Linked DNA regions of Mus musculus: all the other regions are linked to region 1. A link is a contact called in public promoter capture Hi-C data. All regions are on one chromosome and are shown on one strand. Each heading gives the region's core, a stretch centred on a gene start, on an enhancer-like site or on the middle of the called end of the contact. The rest is flanking DNA. Distances are from core to core; before and after follow the strand shown.

Region 1 (6,891 bases), core at 4,120-6,619:
GGCCAGTTTCTTTAGCTTCATGAGTGAAGCCAGAAAGTAGTTAGTGTTCAGATAAATACGTTGCATGTTAGTTCTTCAACCTCTATGTCGATTTGTTCATGTTTCTAGCCTTTCCTTAATTTCCAGCAGTCACCTTAATGTTTTTTAGAATTCAACTGCATCTAATTTTAGTACTTTGTATTTCTGTAACAATGCGAGAAAACTGGATAAGTTCCATCCTCTTTAAAACCATTGGCAGAACATCTTTGATCTGTGAATCTGATAGATGAAAATGGTACATAGTAGGATTTTTTGTTTTAGTTAGTTTTTAAAGCAGGGTCTCACTGTATAGTTTTAGTTGCCTTGGTTTCCTGAGTGCTAAATTTACAGACATGTGTTGCCACACCCAATATTCAGTTTTGGTTTATACTTGTATTATATATGAGCTTGAAAGTCTTAACATATGCATAAAATAATTTGGATTTCCTATTTTTAGATTCTATCCATGGCTTTTCCTACTTGGTGTTAAAATCTTTTGTTTGTTGGTTAGTAAATATCCTTTACATATTAAGGAAGTGTTTTTTTTTTCCTTTTCTTTTTTAAAAGATTTATTTTATGTATGTGAGTACACTATTTCTCTCTTCAGACACACCAGAAGAGAGCATCAGATCCAATTACAGATGGTTGTGAGCCACCATGTGGATTCTGGGAATTGAACTCAGGATCTCTGGAAGAGCAGTTGGTGCTCTTAACTGCTAAGCCATCTCTCCAGCCTAGAAGTCTTTTGTCTTCAGTAGAAATCCAAGTATTTCCACAGTTTCTTTATTATCATCATTTTTATTATTTCATAATATACTGATTCTTTCATATATATTTCATTCTTAAACAAACGTAAGCTCTTCTCATTAAGTGTAATTCTTTTGTATATCCCTAGTAGAATGCTTTTCAGATATATGGAACTGAAGATTAAATTAAAGGGTAAAGATAAAACTGCTTTTGGAATGACTGAGCATAGATCTTATCATGGGGTGTCTACTGGGAATGCACACGGTTACAATAAGTACAACCAAGTTCCGGTAGCGTAAGCCAGTCTGCCAAACTGAAGCAAAGGGCAACCAGTACTGACTGCTGTCTCTGGTCGTCTGAGCAGGGACTGTAACAATACAGAAGCTGCCGGTGGGCATATTTCTACTAAGAGGAACAGAAAGTGCTCCTATGTAGCCAGAGTAGAGCAACAACAGGAGCTGTAGGAGGAAGGGGAAGGAACCCACAACAGGGAGTCTAAAAGAAAAGGCGGAATATGACAAGCTGAGTGACATGCACAAGAAAGCAAAGAGTGGGGAAAAGTCTGAAAATAAGCTAAAAAGTGAAACAAAACAAAACCACAAAACAAACAAAACCTACTCACTGTATTGTCTTCTCCTTCAATTTTCATTCTACTTTAAATCTGTGATAACTTCAAAGGGGAGGCCTTTTGAAATTACCATCCCCAGGTATTTAAAACAATACTCAAGTATCAGTGGAAGCTAGCAACAAATGAACATTTTTAACTAAGCAGAATATGTCTCTTCTGGTATGTTACACTGAAAAACAAACAAACAAACAAACCAACAAGCGGGGCTGAGCATTCAAAGCGCTCACTTCTCTTCCAGGACTGAGGTGCAGTTCTCAGCACCCATATGCGGGACCTCACAACCACCTGTAAGCATGCTTTCATTGGCTCCAATGGCTTCTCCTAACCGCCATGGGCAACACGTGTATGTGGCACACAGGCATACACTCAGGCACACCCACACACATACAAAATACATCTTTTTTTTTTTTTTTTAAAGGAAAGGAAAGATGAATTTCAGGACAAAAGTAAAATTGTCTTAAAGTTTCTTTTAAAGAAAAAAAGAAGCAATTTAGAAGATAGGAACTACTCCAAATTGTTCATCATTATGTGGATGAATGTACCATGCAGAAAATTTGAGAAAGGTCTTTGAGTTATTCTATCATAATTAAGGGAGGCCATAAGTTACCTTCTCTCTGACTTGCTAAAATGCATTTTACTTTGTTTAAGTGAGCTCACATTCTGAAATGGCCAGAACAAGGTTAAATATTGTCAGAAAAGAAAATGTATAAATCTGACTTTATTATACTACAGAAGAATAATCAAACGGTCAAAGAGTATAGGTTTTTAACAGAAGACCACCTTTTCTCTGCACAAACATGAACACAGATTTAACTAAAAGAGGTGCTTTGCTATCTCTTCCTCTAAAAGTTTTTAAAAGGAGCCTAATCTGCTCTAAAAAGGTTTGGAGTTAGTATATTTCATACAAGAGTGATGATCTCCCCAGACCCTTCAACACAACTACCATCTGTGTACATCAAGCCTGCACTGCTCCTAAGATTAATGCCAGTAAAATCAGCTCTCTGGAAGCACTCATGAATCCAAGATTTCATGGTTAGTTAGCCCATGGAACTAGCAGTAGCCCAAAAAGTACACTGTTACTAAGTCTATGAGGAGAGGTATTTGGTGAGTGGAGTGGAGTGTGAGTTAGAGGAGAAGGCATCACACACACTGAGCTCCAGACTCGGTTCTCAATGCAGCCTCCTTAGCAGCCGCTCCAGCAGTTTGGCAAAGCGCCCAGGACGATTAGCAGCCAGAGCACGCAGAGCAGGGATCTGTTGAGATGAACTGCAAAGGCTCCCCCAAGTGGTCACAAATAAATGACAGCCACGTCTGGGCTAATCACTGCCCTGGCTTTGACTCCAACCAAAAATACTCTAGGTAAAGCTGGTGCCTATAATTAGACAAAAATGTAATCAAATACTAGTACCCCACACGAGAGTAGCGAGAGCATCATGATTTCAGATCCCATGTTTATGAACACAGCACTATTTTGGAAGGAAAAAAACTAACAGTAAAACAAAACTACAATAATTTTTCTCGATAGATTTTTCTGGGGATGACAGTTATCTCAAATAGATGAGTACTTTTCAAATCTGCTTGACCATCCCTAAATATCAGCATATCCTTTGTAACTACATTTACTTGAAGATCAGTTCTGATACAAATTTAGTTACATATCAAAAGAAATACATGGAAAATGAGAATTTATCAGCTTTACTACATACCCAACTTACAATTTACAAAAGTTCCCTTCTCACTAGTAATCCGCATTGACTGTACATGACATAAACAATACAATCAGGTCTTCCTACCTTTCTCTGTATTAATTTTATTAGTGTTTTAACTGTCTGACTAGCTTGAGCTCTGTATTGTTTGCAACTCACTCTCTCAGAAATGATTTGCGGATGTCACCCACTTCTGATAAAGCTCAGATGTCCAAAATGTGCAAAGCATTTAATTAAAACATCTGTTGTCTTCTGATAATCTTCCATTATTCAGAGGTAAAGCTCATATAGGTATGGTATATAGTCAAACAAGCAACACAATTTTAAAACATTATAAAACAGGTACCCAGGGTCTTGTGACTGTCTTTTTTGTTTTCAATCTCAAATTTAAAGGGAAAGGAGAGAAGCAGCCTGGGTAGCCTTCTGACACAATTTCAGCTTCAGGGGGAAAAAAAAAATGAGCTTAGGAAAAAAAGCAAATTGCTCCCTCAAATATTTTTTTTAAAAAAATTATAAAATCCAACAGTTTTCCTGAAGAGGAGAAAAAAGGATTGTCTTGTACAGAGCTATCAAACTTAACTCTAACAGCTTGATATTTTTACCTCAAAACTTTGTGTGTGTGTGTGTTTCAATATTCCAAGGTGGAAATGAGATTCACTGCAATAATTACAAGACACACACACACACACACACACACACACACACACCATAAGCCCGCGCTCCTACATAGCCTGTAGTCTCCATAGGACAAAATAGAGCAACTCAAAGTGTAACCATTTTTGCATTATGTAACCCTAATTTGGAATAAAAGAAACATGAGCCTTATAGAGCAATGTATGTATTTAAACAATAATTTAATAATTTAAATATATGAAAGCTTTAAGAAACAAATGACCTCAAAATGAAACAACCCCCAAAGTTATTTGTTTACAGAGCAATAAGGCCTCTAACCACAAAACTACAATCAGGCCTAGTAGTTTATCATAACTACACAGCCAAAGGCTGGTGCATTGTTTGACCAGTGTACCAAAATTTACCCTTAACCAAGGCTGAGATAGTTTTAGTACACATGAGACGTATGTAAGTTTCCAAAAAAGAAATAATGACCTGAAACACCACATGGGAAGAAATGGCTGCTAACTCATATTCCAAGTGAAGACCAATTTAACGCACCCCGAATGCTGTCAGCTATATGACAAGGAACCCCATTCAGGAGGGCTAAAGTAAAATTCCAAGAATTCCCAGAGGCGTAGGAAAAGAGTAAAAGCATGGCTAGCCTGACCTTAACCGGCTGCTTTTTGAGTAATGCGGAGAATTTTCTGAGCCTTGCCTACAGCCTTGAGTCTCTTCCTCACCCTTCTCCCCACCTACACAAATACTCACCCCAGAAAAGGGGAGCTTAATGAATGTTTTCTCGAGCTGCGATCCCAGGAACTGGTACCTTGAGAATAAACTCCCAATAAAGTGTTAAAAAAAAAAAAAAAGAGTCCCCCCAGCAAGAAAAATAACCAAAGACACCCCAACCAATCCACAAGCTGTCACCGCGCTGTCCGATCTTGCATCTACTCCCCTCCGGCCTGCCGTCCGGCCAAAATAGAAGTGGGGGAAGAGAAGGCAGGCACCTTTCTGCTTTCAGGCAAATGTGTCCAGCTCGGAGAGCACGCGCTGAGCGGCGACCGCCCCCGCAGAGGCGTGTGCTCGCCCACCGCCACTTTAGCCAAACAACTGGAACCTCGTGGCTCGGAAGTGGCAGCAGGAGTTGCAGCAAGCCTCCTCCCCGGGATCTCTGAGCCCCCAAAGGTGTCAGTCCCAGCGCCAGCCCGCTCGCTCGCCCGCCCGGGTCCACGCCGAGGCGCCCGCGCCGCAGAGGGAGGCGGCCGGCCCCGCCCGGAAGGGGCGGCCCGCGGGGGACGCGTGGGGCGAGGGGCGCGCGAGGGACACGCCACGGCTCCCGCGCCCAGGTGGCAGGGGCGGGGCCCGCGTGGCGCCGCCGGGCTTGGGGCTCCGGGGCCGGCCGTTACCGCACCGCGTGGGGCCGCCACTCACCGGCTCGCACCTCGGCCGCCTCCGCGCCGCCGCTCCACTCATCAGTCGCGGGCGCCGCGCAGCCCCATCTACCGACTCAGGGGCTCGCGGTCGGGCGGGCGACTTCCGCCGTCCCCGCCGGCCTCGCCCTTCGCCCGGCTCCGGGCGCTGCCGCTGCCCGCCGGCCCGCGCGGCCAGCCTCTCTCAGCCGCTCCGCTCCCGCCGTCGCCGCCGGGGCGCGCTCCTCCCGGCCTCGCGCGTGCGCCGGACGCGGCGAGCGCGCGGACTCGTGCGCGCGGAGATTCCCCCCCTCCCCCGCCAACCCCCGCCCAGCCCGGCCCCGCCCCTCGGTTGTGGCCTGGCCGCCAGGTGCTACCACCAGAGGGCCCTGCGGGCGGGTCCCTTAGGGTCGCCCTGGCCCAGCGCGCGTCCTCCACGTTCTGTGGGAGAGGAGCGGGAACCGGCCGAGAGCGGCTTATAGCACAAAGGAGACGCGAGAGTCCTGGAGCCCGCGCCCGCCACTCTTCTTACAGCCCTGACTCGGAGGTGGACTTGAAGGGGGACTGAATTTTCTCCCAAAGGCCCAACCCGAGGCTATGGTTCACACCCGACAAATGAAAGGACACTAGCTTCTTTCATAGTGCCAGGGCTCGGGCGGGATCGTGGAGCGGGCTTAGCCAGACCCTCCCAAACATCTGGCTTTCCCAGACCTGGGAGGAGGAGGACGGAGTACCGTGCCTCCAGCCGCGACCCTGCGCGGAGTGGGATGATTGCTGATGGGTGCCCTCTCAGAAAGTGTCCTTTTGACAGGCGTGTAGCTTTAATTTTTTTTTTTTTTTTAAGCTAAAAGGAATTGAGCATTGCAATGTAGCAAACGCTTCTGGCTAGAACTACAGTAGCAGTGCGAGAGCTTCCAGTCCTTTCTGAGATCTCTCTGCAAGCCCTCAGACCTGTGCTGTGGGCTCTCGCAGATGCTGTCATAGTCTCCCTAAAATTGAAGCAAGTAGTGTTCTTTCAGTGGAGCAACACGTCTCCTCAGTAGCTGTAGAAAGTGCAAGTGGAACTTCTCCTGTGACCATCTATCTGGTGGCTTCCACTGCGTAGCCTCTCCTAGCTTCTGAGCACCTTGCACAGCCCCTGCACAGACTGACGACAAGATTCAGAGATGGGCTTCTGAGATGTAATGCACTGCCTACTTTGTGGATGTAGCTGGCACGGAAGGGAAAAGGGGCGGGGGTGGGGGACGACTCTGATTCTGTGTCTTAAGAGGGCCCCAGTGAGTTTTGTCTTTAGCGTCAACCAAGCATCAAAGATTAATTTGCTCTGCCATGAGGATCATTAATTTTGCAAACCAACATGTAGGGGGACTTTGTAGAGCGTTAATTTAGAACCCTTTTTCCTGGAACAGCAAACCTGAGAAAAGGAAATTGGAAGCAATTAAGAAAAGTGGAATGTGCCGAGGAGCACGGAGTAACTTTGGGTAGGTATTGTGGTCCCCTATAGCCAAGTTCACCTTGTGAAATGAGACCGAGTGGGCTCGGTGCCCAAAGGTGAGAAGTAAGACATAGGCAGAGAGTATCATGGTTTGACCTCTCACGGTGGTGTGGACTCTTCGGGGTTTTCTTACTTTTCTGGATACTCAGTGGCTCCTTCCTACAGCACTCTACCCCAGACCTGTAAACCTTTAGAAGGTTGCCCTTTCAATTCCCACTTCACCACAGACTTTTCTAGCCAGTATTGTAGCTGCTCTGTAGAGGGGCAGGAAGT
Region 2 (6,352 bases), core at 1,024-3,523, 1.0 Mb after region 1:
GTGTAGCTGAAGAACTGGGTTTCAGAGTCTGCTCACATTCGAATGGAGAGAAAGCTGAGCAGGTAAGAGACTTGCTGCTCTAGTAGAGGACCCAAGTTTGGCAGCCATATTTGGTGACTCATGTGCATATACTCACACAGAAACATACACATTCATATCATTTAAAATTGTTTGTTTGTTTGTTTGTTTTTGGAGACAGGGTTTTTCTGTGTAGCCCTGGCTGGCCTGGACTCACTCTGTAGACCAGGATGACCTCAAACTCAGAAATCTGCCTGCCTATACCACCCAAGAAGCTGGGATTAAAGATGTCCCACCACACCCACCTAATTCAAAATGATTTTAAGGGCTTGAGAGTTGACTCAGAGGTTAATAGCATGGGCTCAATTCCCAACAACTACACGGCAGCTCACAGCGCCCTTGAACTCCATTTCTAGGAAGACGACATGCTTTCCTCTGACTTTTGTGGACACTAGACATACACATGAAATAAAAAATAAAAATAAACCTCCAAATCTTTTAAATAATTTTTAAAGCCTTTCACTAGCTAGAGGCTATCACATAGGTGCTACTCTAGAACAGACTCCTAGTGTCTTCTGGCTTGTTTCATGTTATTAATTTTCCTTGTCACAAAAGACACGAATTAGAAATTATCTGGGCTCGACAGAGCTAAGTATTTGCTCCCAAATATTTTACTCTGAGAAACCATAAAAATCACTCTTGGGAATTCTAGAAAGTGGGCTTCCTCTGCAGCCTCTGTGTGTCACTCTCTAGGTAAAGGTTCACAACAAAGGAGAGCATCCTACCATCTTCACAAGGTAGTGGACCATAGCGTGTAAGTGTCGGGTGGAAGTCCCACTCCCAATCACAAAGTAGTCTGTGTATCTCATTTCTGGAGGAACCTGGATCACACAAATGTCTCTTGCATTTTCTTGCCTCAGAAGTGAAACCAGCATATCGATGTCAAACTTGGCACCAATGTGATCTGAAAATGCAGAAACGCTTGTGTCAGATGGCTGAGGAGAATACAGACCTACATTTGTCTACAGAAGCAGACTGACACGAAGTCTCCTGGAGACAGTGGAACTGCTCCCCCTACAAGTGTATTTATATCTAAAATGCTTTGGTGAACACTAGGCAGGAGGATCCCAGGTTCAATGTTAGGCTGAGCAACTCAGAAAGACAAGGTCTAAAGATTTTTTATTTTTAAACTAAAAGACTGAAGGTGTGCTTCAGTGGTGGCATGTACGTGGCCCTGGGTCCAACCCCTAATACCATCTCCATTCAAGACAAACTAAACCAACCAACCAAAAACCAGCTTAAAACTGAACCCGGACAACAGTTCCCTAAAGCACTGCTCAGCTTTCCTAGGTAGAAGGTTCAGATTACGGACACTGGATACTGCGATTACCAAACGGAAGCAGAAGCAAATGTCTTTCTATTTACTAGTACTGAAAGGAACAACACTCCACAAATGCAGAGATGCTACACAACAACCAGCGGCATGATTTGAGGGAGAGGACAATATCCTAGGGCACACGTTAAATCGAATCGCAGATTAAAAAGGTTACTTAACTATACTGTATGGTAGGCGGGTTCTCAAGACAATACCTGGTCCACAGCCTTCAACAGATATGAAGAAACGAGGCTGCTAGGACTAGTGCTACTAAGACCAACCAGTCCACCTGCTACGACCCTGGGCAGATCGTGAGACGGGGTGGATCCTGGGCTGTGAAGCCAAGAGCCGGATGTTGCCCGCTCTATGACTGGAATTTTGACGACAACACGCTACCTTAGCCTCCCTCTAGGACTCTCGGGTACGCAAAGCAAAGTTGGTGCCGACCACCTCCCAAATCCCTTCCAGCTCTGCGTCTGCGCGAATGGCTATTTCTCTTGCCCCCGAAGCGCACAGGAAAGCCCAGGGCCGCCTGGGTCAGGCCGGGCCACCAGGTGTCCTGCCCGCGTACCTGCGGGTCCGGGCTGCAGGCGAGCGTCGCCAGCGGTCCGCTCCTCGGGCTGAGGCCCATGGTGCAGGCCGCGCGTTAGGCTCGGGGTCAGGCAGGTCGCGGGCCTCGCGGGAAGCCATCGCTCTGCCAGCCGCGGAAGCCAGGGAACCGAAGCCATTGCGGGGCCGGCTCTCTGGAAGACCGCCCTGCGCCACAGCAGCGGCCATAAACGCCGCGCGGGCGACCAGCCCGGACCCATAGCTCTCGCCGCGACTTCTCTGGGGGGAGGTGGTGGAGCTTCCGGGCGGCTCCGGGATTCTACGTCACGAAGTGGGCGGGTCTGTAACCGGAAACGGTGATTTAGACGGATTGCCTGGGGAGTAGTTTAAGGAATGAGGAGGACCGTGTGGATGGTGGTGGCTTACGCTTTTACTTTCCGCACTTGGTAGGCCGAGGCAGATCTCTGAATTCAAGGCCAGCCTATTCTACAAAGTGAGTTCCAGGACACCCAGGGATACACAGACAAACCTTGTCTCTCTTTTTTAAAAAAAAGAAAGGAAAGGAAGGAAAAGGAAAAAAAAAAGTGAGCCCAGATAATCTTTATGGGGCTGGAGAAGATGGCTCTATGGTTAAGAGCACTATCTGCTCTTTCAGAGGTCCTGAGAATTGATTCCCAGCAACCACATGGTGGCTCACAACCACCTATAATAGGATCTGATGCCCTCTTCTGTCTTGTAGGCATACATAAATAAATACATCTTAAAAGGAATTAAAGGGTTCCTACCTCTCTCTCTCTCTTTCCTCTTCTTCTTTCTCCTTTCCTTTTCTCCTTCCCTCCCACTTTCTCCAGCCCCTTCAAACCCTCTCTAGCTCTCTCCTTTCTGTTTTTCCTCTCCCCCAAATATGCAGAAATTAACCCTGTCAGATAGGAATTAAGTATTTTTAGCCATTTCCCACTGTCCAAAAAACAAAAAAGCAAACAAACAAAAAACCCTAAATTCAAGAACTAGAAAGATGGCTGAGCAGTCAAAAGTACAGACTGAATTTAATTTCAATGGTATTAAATGCCCTCTTCAGATGAAGTGCACAAACATATTGTACAGACATATAAGTAGGCAAAACACCTGAACACATAAAATTAAAAACACAAAACAAAAATGAATCATACAAAAAAGAAGAAAAAAGTTTGAATGGCGGCATCAGGTATGGTTGATTGCTTTCAAATGAAAGATATGGGTCATTAAATGAAAATCTCAGTGCTGGGTTTGGGATACTATCATCCCTACATTATTGGTCAGGGCAGCTATGGGCCCACCTAAAAACAAGTGAGGCTATTTTGGTTGTCTCCCACAACTAGATGGTAAGACCATACATATTGGTGAAGACAACACTCCTTGTTTTCAAGCTGAAACTAATCTAAAACCTTCTTACCTGCTGCCCAGCTTTCATGGAGTCAGGAGGTGGCATGCAGGTCACTGGGGGAGAAAAGCCATCAGTGGACTTACCCTGAGTGATAATTCCAATGCCAGGCCAGATGCGCCCACTGAGTCAATAGTGCATGAGTTATGGGGTTAGCCAGCCAACCACCTTCTGATTAGATCTGAGCCCTGCCTCACAGGAGGGAATCCATGCCTAGCACTGTAACTCCGGTCAAAACAAAAAACCATGAACACCTATGCGCATAAAGATAGCACTAATTAAACTCAGTGGGCTATACAGAGAAAGGACATGAAGGAGGTGTTATAGCTTGCTAAAAGACCCTCACCCACAAAGAGCACAGAGACCACCATCGTTGCAAAACACATGTGGGATTTACTTATCCAACATGTTGGGGAACCCCCTCTCAGCACACAGGCTGGAGGAGAGATCCAGAACAAAGAAAGAACACACTTTTTATACTTTTGTAAGGGCCAGATATAGGGCACCAGGGTAGTTTGGCTTTTTTTTTTTTTTTTTTTTGCATTTAAAAATGTAGACTTTAATAAGTGTACAGGTCAGCTAGTGGGGCAGTTGACCAAGATACATAATGCAGGAGATACAAGTGACCACCTGGAGTTTCTATACTTCATTCTGCTTACAGAATATTTATTAAGGTTGTTTAATATATAACTTTTCATTTGACATTGTGGAAGTCCTTTATTGCAAAGCGAATCCTTCTGTCTGGTGATAAGCAGCAGCCACGACGATCACTCTGGACCCCCACGCTGGATAAACTCCATTTCCTTTTGAAATATAGGTTTCCTTCTGTATTTCTGAGGTAATGATTTTGTAATTTTTGCAGTGTCTGGTGGCCCCTGGTGCATTAGTAAATCGGGGGACGTACTTCCTTTAGAATGCTGCGAAATGACAGAGGAATGGGAGGGGAGTGCAGCAGACCCCAAAGCTTCTGAGGCACTGAGTTTAGGTTTGTCTCTTCTGTTAGGAAACTTTATTAATGGAGCATGTGGATTCACTACCTGCATGACCCTGGTGGCAGAAGCCATCTTGCTGCCCATCATGACCCCTGAGCTGTTTGACTTATTTTAATTGGTGTAGCCAATAACCTTTTTTAGACATTGGTTGGTTTGTGTAGGGTGACTCTTTATTTTGTCTGTCCTTGTGTTTTTAGTGTGAGTCGGGGCAGGGGAATTGCTACTCTTGTTTTTGACCGTTAAAACTATGATTCTATATTTGTTTAGTCAGCCAACTTTTTTATCTGGCTCTGTACTTGGCCTGCTAGTACAGTTTGGAAAGTTCTTTTGAAGGGGGAAGGTACAGGGTAGTCTTGAATTTATCTTGGATATTACAGAGGGAGGGGTGTTCAGGAAAGTGAAGGGGGAGATGTGGGAGTAGATACAATCAAGATACATTATATACATGAAATCCCACAAAGAACATCTACTATTCTGGATTCAAGTGGGACAAAGACAGTAAAGGCCTGATAGAGGACTGTTCTTGGGTCAGTCCATCACCTACAACCCTTGCATGAAGTTTCCACCAGTGGGCAGCAGTGTAGAGATCACCTCAGTAAGAACACTGGAGTGACCAGGGTCATATACTTAGGGGACAAGCTGAAGCAAGAGCCAAGTATCTGAGAAAAAAAGCTTCCTGAGCAGCCCCAGATACATAGTGGGACACCACCAAACACATAGTAAGGATCCCCCAGGTATTTGATACTATTAATCCTTTAAAGGAAAAAAAGGAACACCAAGCATTAATGTTGGGAGATATTTTATCAAATTCAAAATATTCACCAGGAGTGATGGTGCATGGCTCTAGTCCCACACTTGGGAGGCAGAGGTAGGTGGATTTCTGTGAGTTCAAGACAACCTGGTCTACATAGTAAGTTTAAGGTCAACCAAGGTTACATGTTAAAACCCTGTCACAAAATAAATAAGTGCAGAAGTAGCATATGTACCTGTGTGACCTACTCCAAAGACTTACAAATATTTACAATTGTTCTGTTACATAAGAAAAGGAAATGATTACAGATGAGGTTATCTTCTCTATCTTTGAGTTCCCGTCCCTTCTTCTTCAGTTCCATTTCCCCGTGGGTATGAAGTTGGTCTTTCTTGCCATGTTTGCCATCTGTCCTGCATTTCTACATGATCATCCCAGAGGTGTATTCTCACTTGTATTTGTTGTCAAGAATTATCTGCAAATGCTATAGAACTTTATGTGATCACAAGGAAATCAATATAGTTTACATTGCCAGCTGTAGAAACAGGCTCTGACAAATGGCATCATTAAGCAATTTCATTGTACAAATGTCAGACATAAACTAAGTTAAAACATTAGCAGGCAATACAGAGAAACCCTGTCTCAAAAACAAAACAAAACAAAACAAAACAAAACAAACAAACAAAAAAACCCATTACCAGGCATTGTAATCTTCTGAGACCAACATGCAGACCTCACTTTATCCCCATAGTCTCATAGAGAGCATTTACATGGTTTCCACGACAACTTGAACTTCTGATATCACATTGTCCGTTGTGTTATTTGTGTTCCTGCTTCATTCATCCTAGACTGTAAACATGTAGCAGTCAGGGAATGCATATCATGTTCCCTTTTGCATAAACAATATCACCTGTAAGACTTGCTCAGTAACATTCTCATTGGTCAGAGAACTATTCTGTAGAGCTTGACTATATAGTATTCTGCTATGAATTGGCTTCATGGGGAAGATATTTTGAGAATTCTGGAATTTTGGTTTCTTTAAGAAGCACAGAAATATTATAAGAAAGTGTTTTCATTTTAATCCCAGAAGGTATAGGGCTGTGAGGCTGCTTCAGACTGCCCGCAACAGCTGACCATGCTTTGCCTTGAGCTCTAGTGAAGGCATGGTTTTGCCATGGTTTTGTTCTGCGACTGTGTGATGTTTGGAACTTGAACTTCAGGGTACATAAATGCTAGTGCCCTGAGAGGCA
Region 3 (6,439 bases), core at 592-3,091, 1.6 Mb after region 1:
ATCCAGTCCTAATGGTTATAGAACTCGTAGGTACAACACCTTTGGCAGGTCCACTGGAGCGCTGAGAATACTGGAATGCTGGAGGGGTAGAGGAGGGAAAGACTTGGAAGTGTTTCTCAGATGGAGTACAGGGGCCCAGGCAAACAGGAGTAAAACACACCACAGGAAAGAGGTGAAATACGAGGTAAGACACACGGGAAAGGTTTGGGGTGCGTGAAAATAGCAAGGAATCTTATTTTTCCTGACAGACGAGGAAACAGAATGGCCTGCAGGCGTGCAAGCCAATGAAGGGAGGTCGTGGGAAATGATAACTGTCCACAGTCCAAAGCCTATGCGTCCCCCAGAGAAGCCACATAGCTGTAAAACCAGCAACCTGCAGATGAGTAATTTTTGGCATCTGTTCACCTGGACTAGGAGATGCCTCAGCATGTACCCTGTGTTGGCTGATTAGATTAGAACTTTCTCTTGACTATTTTGTCAGTCCTTTTCAGGAGCATGCCCAGATGGGACCTGGCTCCCTAATTCTACCCTGTTACACCGCACAAACATACATCCAGGGGCATTCCACAGTCCCACTCTGTGCAAGCTTGCCAGCCTCCTCTCCTCTCACATTCCTACACCTGGGGAAGAAGGAGCTCTAGTCTCCCACACAACCAGAGAATTTAAGCCAGTCAGTGTGAGATGCCAAAGCTTTTAAATTCAGACTCCATTTTAGAGAATCTGACCTAAGCTTGAACTCAGGTAGACTACAGGCCGGTATCTAGCATTAGTATCCAAGTTGTCCCCACAACAAAACCTGAGCCTAGCTCGTCTCTAGGCTAATCCCCAACAAGAGCAGAGTTTCCAAGTTACACCCCTAACAAGACCAGTATCTCCTGGTTATTCCCCCAACAAACCTGCACCCCAGGTTGCAAGCCCAACCCTTGCCTAATGACCACCCATGCAGAGGGGAGCAGAAGTTAAGTTTATGATGTGACTCCCAGCACCAGCCAGTTATATTAAAGGCCAAAGTAGCTTTCCATTTAGATGCTCGCATTCGTATTCCATGTTTGGTGCTTACTATAAAGCCTTGCCACATAGACATTCGGGGCTCCTCCCCCACCAAAACCGTCCTGTGTGAGGGTGGTGCATTGGGGGGGCTTGAGCTAGCTCGAATAGAATAAAGACCCTGCTGTGAGTTGCATCAGATCAGCTCCTGTGTGTGTGTGTGTGTGTGTGTGTGTTTGGCGGGGGGGGGGGGGGGGTCACTAACTTTTCCCTGGCACAACAGTGGAGGATGTTTTAAACAACACTCCGCCATCTTCTGAGCTCACATAGCCAAAGTGACAAAAGCCACGGATAAGTTCCTGCTGGGAGACTACACTTCCCAGCTTCCTTTGGGGACTACTGAAGTCATTTCCACCCATTTCTGACCCCAATAAGGGGCCGCATCCTTCTTCCTTTGTAGGCATTTTTGCCATTTGCATATCTTGTGACAAATGCTCCCTCACCGAGAATAAACAAGACCAAAACTTTTTCCGCCTTTTTCTCTACGGCTGCTCTTTTAAAATAATCTATCACACTAGCGGAACCCTTGTTGTTATGTATACCAAGAGGCTGTGATTGTGGGATAGGAAATCCAATCCTAATGTCTCCTGGCCACCAAGGCAGCACCCACCTCACCGGCCGCGATTGTTACCGGTTAAAGCGTTCTGTCTGTTAACTGCACTCAGAGCAGTGCCTGGGGCTGAGGGCGTGGCCACTAACCGCGGGCGGTTCCAGAAGAATCCAGCATCCCCCAAACAAACAGAACACGCAACTCGGTTTCTGGCGCAGGCCCAGCCGACCCGGAACCTGCGAAAGGCCGGAAGGGGCGGGGAGTGGTGCGACGCAGAAAAAGTTGTTTTTAAGGGACGCGCTGCGGCTGGCAGGGTACGCAAGTGACGCAGATTACACAACCAGAGGAGCTTCTAGCTCTTTGTGCTGGAACCCGCGGCCAGTGCTGCTGGAGGATTTTGTTCCTGTTAGTTTGGTCATTAGCACATTTGACAGAGCGACGTTGGGAAAGGCATTTATGGTTCCTTAACGAATGTGTTCTGTGACATTCAGTATGCTAGGCTGCAGGCCAGTGGTGACCTAGATTTTCTAACCCGATAAACGGTGCCTGGTACGTGCTCGCCCACCCCTCTCCGAACCCTGCCCCTCACAGCGGTGCAGTCATGCTCACCGCCTAGGACTGCAGACAAAAGGTGCCACAATAACGATAAGAAGGACCCCTTGTGGGAACCTTACCCGTATTTTTAGAAAACTACATCAGAATGTTTCCTGAGATAAATGTGCACTGCCTAGTGATATTCCCAAAGGCCTTGCCCCCAGAGATGTCACCAACGCAAACTGCCACCTTTGTAAATGACATTGTCCAACGGATAAAGAGGTCACCTTAACTAGGCACAGGGGAGAATGCCTCTCACTTTCTTTCACAGGCCACTTGGAAATGTCTACATTGGGAGGGTTTTCCATCTCCTGATGCTTTCTGTGCACTCAGACAAAGCAATCCCAGTTCAGTCCACACCCTTCCAGCCTGGGCTGGCTAAGTATAGGCACAGTTTTGTTGTTGTTCACATCTTTGCACTGTATCACAGTGCAAAGTCCTTAATGAATACGTGTTTGATGACGTTCAGTGTGCTAGGCTGCAGGCCAGTGGTGACCTAGCTTTTCTAATCCGTCAAATGGTGCCCGGTATCCATTTGATCTCCCTTGAACTTCTCCATGTGATGGACCAGCCTGAGTCTATTTTAAGATTAGAAGCTATAAATGTTCCTTCTAGGAAGGTGTGGAACCCCAAGAACCGCACAACTCTTAGCAGAGAGAGTGTCCCAATGGTAGACATGGTAGCCTAGGAACCACACAGCTCAGAGGTAGGACAGTGTCCCAATAGAAGAGCGTCCTGAGACACAGGAGCCCAGGAACCACATAGCTCTGAGAGGAAGCCTCCTCAGCAAGAGGCACTGCAGCTCCCAGGGAAGGGTATACCCAGCTGAGCTCTGGAGCCTCAGCCCCGCTCCACTTCTCTTCATTGCTTCTTTGCTTCTTCTGATGCTAAAAAACAAAAACAAAAACAAAAACATCACATCAGGAATCAAATCTCATTTAAAAAAAAACAAAAACAAAAAAAAAAACAAAATAGGGAGGGTCCAGGGAGAGAGGGGACAAATCCAGGAGTGGCTGCCTCTGCTTCCAGGAGCAGACAGCAAGGCTGTTGAACAAAGGGCAGGGCTTATATAGGATTTCTTATGGATGGAGCTTTTCAGGGCAGAGATTTCCAGGTTGAGGATTGGTGGGATTTCAAGTCCTGAGCTTGGAGAGCTCAGAGATTGGTGAGGTTTCCTATTCTGGGATTGGTGGGGGTTTGTGGGAAGCTCAGGGATTGGTGGGTTTTTTTGCTCAGGGACTGGAGGCATTTTTCACCTCCCTTTCCCTGCTTTGGGCCCATGGCTGAGGCGACATCACTGCTGAGCTTCTTGGGAGTCTGAAGAAGAGGTGTCGCCACCGTGGACAGCTCCTGCGCTGGTATTTCATGAAAGTGGTAGGCTGAGTCAGGAAAGAAAGTGCCACCACCATGGACAGCTCCTAGGACTGCCTTAGGCAAGTCACTTAAGAACTACTGAAGCCATCTCCTTAAAAGGTGGAAGAAAGTTCATTCCTGTTTGCTGTAAAACTTGGATTTGACCCTGTCTTGACCCTTTTCTGGAATTTTTCCACACCCTTATACCGAGACCTCCACCCTGATAATATACGATGCTCTGCCAAATAATTTTGAGATGTTCTGCCAAGTTTCTATGTAACCAAAAATCCTTGGAATCCCCTATCTTTGAAGTTTTGGGGCTACTAAAAAAATACCTCAATTTTCCTATGTTCAGAGCTGTCCTCTCAAACCCCACTTTAGGGAGACAGCTTGCTTAATTCAACCAAAAAATTTGAGTTGGTGGTCATTACTTTCGCTAGGTGGAATTAGCACTTATTTCAAAAGTGGAGTGCTCATTTCTCCATGACACAAGGAAGACACAGAGCATGTTATGGTAAGAAATGTTAAGAGTGCCAAGAAAAACTTGTCAAAAGACCTAAGACAGGAAGGAAAACTATTCAAGAAGGAACTACCCACCTGCAATAGCTAAAGATTTTGATGGCAGGCATTTACTACATGTGAGATCCTGGGTTCCATCTTCTCACCACCATGACAGTGGGTGATGTAGTAGGGGAGAGAGGGCATACTCAAATCCTGTCAGGCTAGGACAGTGGGAGATGTAAAGCCCAGAAGGGGGAATGGAGTCCATGAATAGAAAAGGACCAAGTGATTTAGACTGCAAACAATCACTCTGAAACCCGTTGAGACACGTTTCTCCTGTCGACACCAACCCTTCATGCTTTACGTTAGACTTTTTGATATTTTGCTTCTGCAAGTTAGGTCTTTAGCCCTGCCCCCTAAACAAACTTTACTTTTGTGTGTGGTCTGAGGTAGATAATTTGTCCTTTTTTTTTCTATTTAGAAGCCCAATTCTCCCACAGTCTGCTATTTCCGCGCTGGTTTGTTCTGGCTCCTCCTGTACAGTGTGCCTGATCTACTCCTAGTCCCAATGTCTGTCCTTACAACTTTCTTCTCTGTTCTTGTTGTCTGTCCCTACAGAAATACCTGTCTGTACTCCTCCTCCTCCTCCTCCTCATTCTCCTCTTATTTTTTAAACTTTTTATTGATTTGTAAATTTCACAGCATACACCCCAATCTCACTTATCTCCATATCTGCCCTCGAAAGAAAACCAAAAAAAATAATGAAAATGAAAAATAAGAAAAAGATCTCACCGTGGAAGCAGCAGTGCATCACGGTGTGTCACACTGTATACCCGTTTGCCCACACATCTTTACTTGCAAATGTTGCTCAGGTTCAAGTCCTCTGGCTTCGGCTACACGGTCAGGATGGAGGTCCTGCTGCTTTGGTTCTGTAAGCGCAGCCCCTTCATAGATGGGTAGATGTTGGGTTGGGCCAACTAAAGCCTTGGGTCTAGGCCTGGGAGGTAGCTGGGTTGATCAGCCCACCAGCTCTCCTGCACCTGCACTGCCAGGGCCAGCTCTCCTGGTTTGCCCAGGTGAAGGACTGGGTCACATCCACATCACCAGGGCTAGGTCTCCAGCACTGTTCTTTTTAAAGTGTAATCTAGATCTGATAGATGTTCTAATTTCCCAAGTGTGCACTTCAGCAAGTTTTGACAAATTTATCCAAATGTATCTGTATAACCACTACAGTCAAAATATGGGCCATGATACCTTCCAGCTAACTCCCCAACATATCCCCCAATTAACTGGTAATCTCATTATTAAGGATTAGATTAAATTTTTCTAGTCTCTCTCTTTCTCTCCTCCTCTTTTCCTTTTTGGTTTTGTTTGTTTTGGTTTTTTTTGGGGGGGGTTTTGTTGTTTTTTTTGTTTTTCGAGACAAAGGGTCTTACTATGTAGCTCTGGATGTCTTGAAACTCACTGTGTAGACCAGGCTAGACTTGAAATCACAGAGATCCTTCTGCCTCTGGCTCCCCAAGTGCTGGGATTAAATGCATGCACCACGCTGCCCAGCTTCTGGTCTCTTGTGTAGCTGAAGCTATCTGGTATTGCTATGGGATGGATGCTTGTGCCTCTCCCCACCAACCATTCTTGAAATTGTTACTATTAGATGATGAGGCCCTTAGGAGGTGATTGTCTTGAAAGTATAATTTTTGAGTGCATTTAATGCCCTACATAAAGAGACCTGGAGAGTTTAGCTTGTTCTTCACCACAACAAACATGTTAGAAGTCACTGTTTATAAAGGAGAAATCCAGACCCTCACTGGACACCAAATATGCTAGCACTTTGATCTTGGACTTTCTAGACTCTAAAACTGTGAGAAATAAATGCCTTTTGTTTATGAGCCACCAGCACGTAGTATGTTGGAGATTGGTTCTAAGTCTTTGATTCAGTTGAGAATCTGCATGTCCAGATGCTAAAGGTCCTTGTCCCCAATTGGTTTTTGATCAGCCAATGGTTGGACACAGGACACTTAAGAGTTGCACAGGTGGGGACACAGAGAAGAAGAGGACAGAATCACCATGACATTTCACATTATAATTAATGTTAAATTTCAACTTAATTTCCATAGTGTCTGGATTCTTCCCATCCCCACCATTGCTTAGTTATCTCCTCAACTACACAATAATTGTTTTATATTCTCCTGTTTCCTTTTAGTATGTCTGTAGGTTCATTTAACTTGGTGAATCTCATGATCCACTGGCAGTGACTCTACCTCTGGGATCCAGACATTGCTGACAGCCTCCTCTCCTTCCCCTCGTGGATTTGGTTAGACATGCTCATACACCCCTAACTCTAGGTTGTATTATTTCTGGACTCTTATTTTCTTCCATTGTACTAAATCCCAT
Region 4 (6,473 bases), core at 3,468-5,967, 1.4 Mb after region 1:
TTTCTTCTTGTTTATATCTCCCCCGAACCCTGGGCCTCTCACTCTTATATACTCTCAGTTCCCATCCACCCACAGCAGGCCACGCCACCTCACCAGGCACGCAGCTTCAGCTAATCAGGGCAGCAGGGGCATATCTCCATCAAAATGGATTCACCAGTATCCTGGTGCACCTGTGCAGCTCTCATGATGTTTGTGGCTTATATTCAGGTGTATGAGGAAGTCAGGTGCAAGCCATAAGACTTAGCTGCAGTCCCTGGTGCCTTTGGTACTGCCGCCACACCCGCTCCTCACACAACAGAACCTTAGCAAAGTTGATGCCAAGTCACTGCACTGTGAATCATTAAAGCTCTGAGCAGAATTCTAACTATTTCTTTTTTAAAAACGGAACATCTTCTAACACCAGCTTTATCTGTTATTCTGGTCCCCAAAGCCCTTTCTGTAGAACAGCAGGTAGATCAAGATGGCCACACCCAGGAAGACAGAGAAACCACGCCTCCAGCCCTTCCAGTAGAATTTCCGCCATCCCCACAGCCCAGCTAGCAACCTGGTGCGCCTCTGCATGCGCTCAGCCACTATCTCTGCCACCTTGGCTACTTGGTCCTGGGGGTCAGCGCACCGCGTGTCCTGCACCAGCTCATACACCTCATTGGAGTAGTGCGCGCCCCCGTGCTCCCTCACCAAGCACGCAACCATGCCCAGCAGCTGCTCAGCCTGAGCCTCGCGCTCGCTGCCTGTGGCGCGGTTGTTGAGGGCGCACACGCGGCCCCCGCACTCGGCCACCAGGTCCCGCAGCGCGCGGTTGTCCGTGCAGTGCACATAATCCTGCAGGGAGTCTCCAGCCAGGTCCTCTTGGCGCGTGAACACCACGACAGTGCGCGCCATCACCTGCTTCCCGAATAACCGCTTCACCGCGGCCAGCGCCTGGCTGTCCTGCATGGTGAAGCGACCCAGCTGGGTGACCAGCAGCAGCGCGTGCGGCCCAGGGGCCGACAGCACAAAGCAGCGGGCTGTCTCCACGCACCCAGGGTCGGTCCGCGGGATCTCGGAGCTGAAGATATCCGGGGTGTCCACCACCTCCACCTGCCAGCCGGCCCACATTCTGCTGGCCAAAGTGCAACTTCTGGTGACAGGCACCGCCCCCAGCCTGGACAGGAAGCACTTCTGACCCAGGATGCTGTTGCCAGTGGCACTCTTGCCGGTCCCAGTCCTGCCCACTAGGATGAGCCTCAGCTGGGGCATCTGCGGGGCCCTGGAGTCCTCTGAGCCTGAGGATCAGATGTGGCAGCATTGAGTCAGAGACACAGGCTTTCCTCTGGGAAAGACTTGTATTCAAGCCTTCAGCATACAAGGGAAGGACCCACATTGCCTGTTCTCCTTGGAAGCCTGGTGCTCCCATCTGCTTTGGGTTCTCTGAGCTCAGGTTCTTCCCCGTCTCTCCTTTCTGCATTTGGATTCTCTGTGCACCTGCAGATGCTCCTGCTGACGTTTCACAAAATATTCCTTTATAACTCCTGGGTTCACCAGGGTCTCTGGTCCTGAACACAGGCCGACCTGATGCTGAATTGAGACACCAGGGTTCCTTCCCCCGCCCCCAACCCCCACTCTGAGATGCGGACCATCAAGCACAGGGGAGCCCCTCAATCCTAGACAATTGGGGTTGGCTGCAGCCTACCACGTGTTCCCTGTGTAAACGCAGGAAGTGCTCAGTCTAGGACACAACTCAAAGCTTTGACACATGGGGCTTTCTCAAGGTTGTTCGAGAGTTAGAGAAGAGAATTCATCTTCTTCCCTCTTTCTCCTCGCTTGTCTCAAGCCAGCTCCCTCCTCGTGGTTAATATTTTATTACCTTTTATTTACTTAGGGGGCAAACAGCCATGTCCTGTGGAGGCTAAAGGTCGGCTTTCAGGAGTCCGTTCCCTCCCTCCACCATGTGGGCTCAGAAGCTGAAATCAGCTCATCAGGTTTGGCAGCCTTTACCCACCCAGTTATCTCCCTGACTCCAAATACTGATACCCAGTTAATTCCCCATCCTCCTAACACTGGGGACCTGATGAGTGAAGCTCACTCTAGGACTGGATTTCCCATCCCGTGTCATTTTTGTGGAAACCAGAGTAGGTTTATCCCTTCATGCTGTGGGAACCAGTGACAGGCTGGTCAAAGCTCTGAGCTCCCAGGTGGGCCCAGTATGTGTGGGTGGGTGTGGTGGTGGTTCGAAGGGAGTGCAGGGGAGGGGCTGCTGTTTCATCCCAGCAGCTTGCAGACCTGAGGAAGCTCCACCCCTTTCTTCCCTTTCTTACTCTGAGCTCACACAGAAGCCAGGTTGCATTTCCCCAGAAAGGCTCTTACCATAGGCGTCTTCCTCATCTCTTGCCATCTTCCTTCCTCCCATGCTTCTTAGAAGGCTCTCGGTTTTGGTTTTCTCATTTGTGTGCTCATTCCTGCAGCTGAGCAAAACCCAACCACAGAGTCAGGCAAATTCTAAAGAATACAAAGCAAGGCTTTTGTCTGCAAGGAGCCGAGCATTTAGGCGTGCGCTTCCGTTTACAGGCACTTCGGGGGCACCTTTTGTCCACCATAGTAAGTTCTTCTATTCCTTCTTAGAGATAGCATCTGGATTTTGAAGAATAACATCTAGGGGGACCAGAAAGATGGTTGCAATGCTAGCTTGACAACCTGAGCTTTCTCTCCTGACCTCAGGAAAGGTGGAGTGAACCAACGCCACAAAGTTGTCTTATGAGTCTCCAAGCCCTTTGCTCTAAACTTTCCCCTTCTACTACCTATGTTCTGGTTGTAACATTATCTGGTACAGCCAAGCACTTCCGGGTCACTTAAGCCTAATTCCAGGAGTCCCTAAGCGCAAAGCAGTGCCCCCCCCTCCCCCCCCAGTCTGCTACTCCAACCTCTTATTCAGCTAACAGGTCTCAGCCAGTGACTGCCCAGAAATCAGATTCAACCTCTCCCTGGCCTTTCTCTGGTGATAGCTTTGGTTCCACATTCCTGTCTGAGTGCTTATCTGCATCTCTCCACCATTTCATGCTCCATCTCTTTGTCTCCACTATGGGTGACATGTTCCCTCCCTCTCTTCCTCCTGTGGGCACAACACCAGAGAAGGGTAATGTTAACTCAATAGCCTATCTCCCACAGAAGGGCTTTGCAAACCAGATGGGCTAATACCCCTTCCATCTCCCAAAGCCTTTAGTCAAACACTCTGTGGGATTCCATGTCTCTGTCCTGTGTGCAGAAATCAGCAAATGCCCACAAATGACACAGATCAGAACTGAAGAAACAGCCGTAAGAGCGGGGGCAATGAGCAAGGTAAGAGCGAGAGCAATGAGCAAGGCTTCTGCAGGAGCTGGAGGAGCTCTTCCTGGGGGAAAATGAGGAGGAGGCACAGGGACTCCATGGAAGCCCAGGGCAGGACGCTGGGGCTTCCAGAGTTCAGAGTGGAGGCTGGGCTTCCTTTGATAGTTTCTAAGAGAAAGGCAAACACCGAGTGAAATCTCGGGCGATAAATGTTTCTATTATCTGGGAACATAAAGCACATGCAGTTCTATATGCTCAAGAGAGCCCGGGATAGTCCAGGTCCTTGCCTACAAGCTTGATGGGGTTTTGGTTTTTGTTTTTTGGGGCTTTTTTGTTTGTTTGTTTGGTTGGTTTGGTTTGGTTTTTGTTTGGTTGGTTGGTTGGTTTTGGTTTTTGGTTTTTTTGTTTGTTTGTTTTGTTTTTTTGAAGTATTTAGGTGTTCCCCTCAACATCACACTTCTTGGATCTATCCTCAGTTGTTCTGATACAACAAGTAGTATCTTTCTCACAAGCTTAATCTGCATCCAGAATTTGAAGAACATTATTTCTTAAACCCTTCCTTGTAGACGCGGAGAAACAGAGGTATCCCTGCAGTTGGAGTGGGACAAACTCCAGGAAGACAAGTGAGGACTAATTCCATTCCTCTCAAGTTTGCTAGAGCCCCTCCGACTGGCAAGGAGAAGAAGAGACTTCTGAGAGACAGACGTGGCCCATGAGGAGTAGCCATGAAAGCATGGTTTATAAGGACACAGAAGGATCGTTTGCCTTTGCTGAATGTGCTTTTTTTTTCTATAGAAAGAAACATTTAATGAAATTTCTTTCAAAATTCATCACTTTACTCTTTAACTTGTTTTTTGGCCAAAGTACACAGTCCTGGAAGGTACTAGGTAAAGACATGTTTTTTCAAGACCTTTTAAGTTTCTTTGATACACCAGACATCACCAGCTAAAGATACCATGCAAATCAGAAAACTCTATTTTTTTTTTTTTTTTTTTTTTGAGGAATGGACTGTGCTTTGCTCCTGGGAGGAGATCTAGAGTACATTTCCCTTACTGTACGAAAAGAGTGAGGGAAGAGATAAGCTTTGTTCATCAAAGATGTGTGAACTCCTAAGACTTCCTCCAAACTTGTCGATTCGAAGCCCAGGCCATCCTAACGCATCCGGAAGCCCCCCTTGCCTGTGATGCACGCTCGCTCGGAGTGCTCCTGCATAGTGCTTTGTACAATGCAGGTGTATAGGTACCAGACACTTTGGTCTCACAGCCCAGCTTCCTCTCCACCCCAGCTCACAGCCTCAGGCTCACCTTTCTTGCTGACAGTCCCTGAAGTGACCCAGAGAAGCCCCGGCCTCGCCTTCCCTTCGCTTGTGAGTGCAGAAGTCTCTCCTTGCCCAGGGCTGAGCATAGAGGAAGTCGCTAGGCTGCCTGGGTCTTAGAGATCAGGAAACTGAGAGAAAGGCCGGATGATGATGGCTTAAAGAGACAGAAACATTTTCCATGTAGTTGTGGTCTTAGCATTCCTCTATGAAATCACGCACTCTATCTTCTCTGTGACTAAAGGCTGTTTGTCCAGAAGGGTTAGTAGAATCAAACATGTCAACAGAGCCTTCCTTGGCTGACTCTATTCTAGAATTGGCTACAGGTAATCTTCCGTGTGTGTGTGTGTGTGTGTGTGTGTGTTTTGTGGTGGTGGTGGTAGTGGTGGTGGTTGTTGTTGTTTGTTTGTTGTTTTATTTTTATTATTTTTGTTTCCATTTTTCTCTTTAAGGATTTCTCTTACTACAAAATAGCCTCCAATTGAGATTGGAGGATGACAAATTGAAGCCCATTCTAGGCTACTAATCTTTTTAAGACCCCCACTTCAAAACAAAACAAACACCAAAGGCTCAGGGTTTAGCTTATTGATAGAGCATTTGCCTAGAATCATTTGCCTAGCATATACAAAGTCCTAGGGTCTATCCAGTACCAAAGAAAACAAAAAAGAAAAATTTACAAAGAATAGAATATCTAATATCACTAAGACTGATATTGGCTATTAGTGATTAATCTTTAAATTAGTGCATGCATATTTTGTTCATTCCTATTTTACTAAATAAAGGCTTTGATTGGAAATGTGAGTTACTTTAAAAATGTCTTTTAATGGTTGAAGTAATTGCATGATTTTTCTTTTGATCTATTAATATTGTAAACTATGTTTCTATGTAAGTATATTTATGTAAGTGTTTGTATACTTGCACGCACATGTGTATGTGTGTCTGTGTAAAAGGGTTGGGTTCCAAGGCATATGGACTATTGAGGTGGAGATATCTGGTGCTGAAAGAAGCTATGAGGGAGTAGCCTTGGGATTTACACCTGAGAGAGGAAGGAAAGAAGACGGTATTGGATAAGGATAAGATTGAGTCAGTCACAACAAATGCTGACTCCACAGGGAATTCTACAGTTTGCGTAGACCTTGAGATGGAAGGTGACGAGACTGCATTTCACAGTTCTATCAGCCAGTTATTGGATGTAAACTTCCACTGGAGAAAACACTTAACCTAGAGGCATCGCTCTTCAGCAGATGCCAACCTCCGGGCAAGGGTGATAGTCAGACAGTGGGTACTGCCAGTTGGCTGCACTCCTGGTCAGCTGGAGGGAGAGGCTGTGCTGCTGCTGCATGTTGGCATGCTGATAGAATCTCTCTTGCTTCATTATCTGAGCCATTTGAAGAGATGTGTCAATATGGTTTTACATATGTCCCCCCAAAGCAGGCATGTCCAACTCTAGGGAGATGGAGGCAGGAGGATCGTAAGTTTAAGGCTCTGTTTCAAAATAACTGAAAGTGGGCCTGAGGATACAACATGTGGGAAGCCCTAGGTTCAATCCTCACTAGAGAGGGTGGGAATCTCCTCAAGAAAGCTTCTTCTTAGCCTACCCTCTCCACTCTTGCCTTTGCAACACCAACCTTAGAAGGAACATCTCCCCACTGCCCTACTTACCACCACACGTGTGACCATAGAAGTCACCAGATACAGGACCAAAGTGAGGAAGAAGGAACAGGCTCCAGCTAACATGAACGAGCAGGGCTTACTGCAAATATCTGGATGCACAATAATTCATTTTACTCTTGCAGTTTGAAGAAATTGTGGGAAATGCTTCAGACCACAGACATATTAAGAAATCGTTGACAAC

The links. Promoter capture Hi-C pulls out the DNA fragments that hold promoters and counts their contacts.
Region 2: a contact with region 1 is called in a promoter capture Hi-C map of pre-B cells, with 4 times the contacts expected there. The contact joins the promoter of Malsu1 here to the promoter of Mpp6 in region 1. A contact is called at or near these places in 1 of 39 promoter capture datasets (pre-B cells) and 1 of 9 other capture datasets (adipose tissue).
Region 3: a contact with region 1 is called in a promoter capture Hi-C map of pre-B cells, with 4 times the contacts expected there. The contact joins the promoter of Lrrc61 here to the promoter of Mpp6 in region 1. A contact is called at or near these places in 2 of 39 promoter capture datasets (liver and pre-B cells) and 1 of 115 datasets of contacts at active chromatin or transcription factors (embryonic stem cells).
Region 4: a promoter capture Hi-C map of pre-B cells shows a contact between it and region 1, with 4 times the contacts expected there. The contact joins the promoter of Gimap1 here to the promoter of Mpp6 in region 1. A contact is called at or near these places in 3 of 39 promoter capture datasets (hippocampal neurons, liver and pre-B cells).

The regions. Positions count from the first base shown.
Region 1 is chr6:50,108,719-50,115,609 of GRCm38.p6, reverse strand. It overlaps Mpp6 (membrane protein, palmitoylated 6 (MAGUK p55 subfamily member 6)), which reads right to left and starts at 5,369. Exons shown (of 13, transcript NM_019939.2): 1 at 5,146-5,369. It overlaps Gm38805 (a long non-coding RNA gene), which reads left to right and starts at 5,453. Exons shown (of 3, transcript XR_869061.1): 1 at 5,453-5,670; 2 at 6,533-6,604.
Region 2 is chr6:49,069,716-49,076,067 of GRCm38.p6, reverse strand. Malsu1 (mitochondrial assembly of ribosomal large subunit 1) reads right to left here and starts at 2,273. Exons shown (of 4, transcript NM_029353.1): 1 at 1,965-2,273; 2 at 804-982. The coding sequence starts at 2,202. It also overlaps the pseudogene Gm19253.
Region 3 is chr6:48,550,201-48,556,639 of GRCm38.p6, reverse strand. Lrrc61 (leucine rich repeat containing 61) reads right to left here and starts at 1,841. Exons shown (of 3, transcript NM_177736.3): 1 at 1,658-1,841.
Region 4 is chr6:48,737,291-48,743,763 of GRCm38.p6, reverse strand. Gimap1 (GTPase, IMAP family member 1) reads right to left here and starts at 4,717. Exons shown (of 3, transcript NM_008376.3): 1 at 4,608-4,717; 2 at 2,347-2,444; 3 at 1-1,265. The coding sequence starts at 2,389. The coding sequence ends at 406.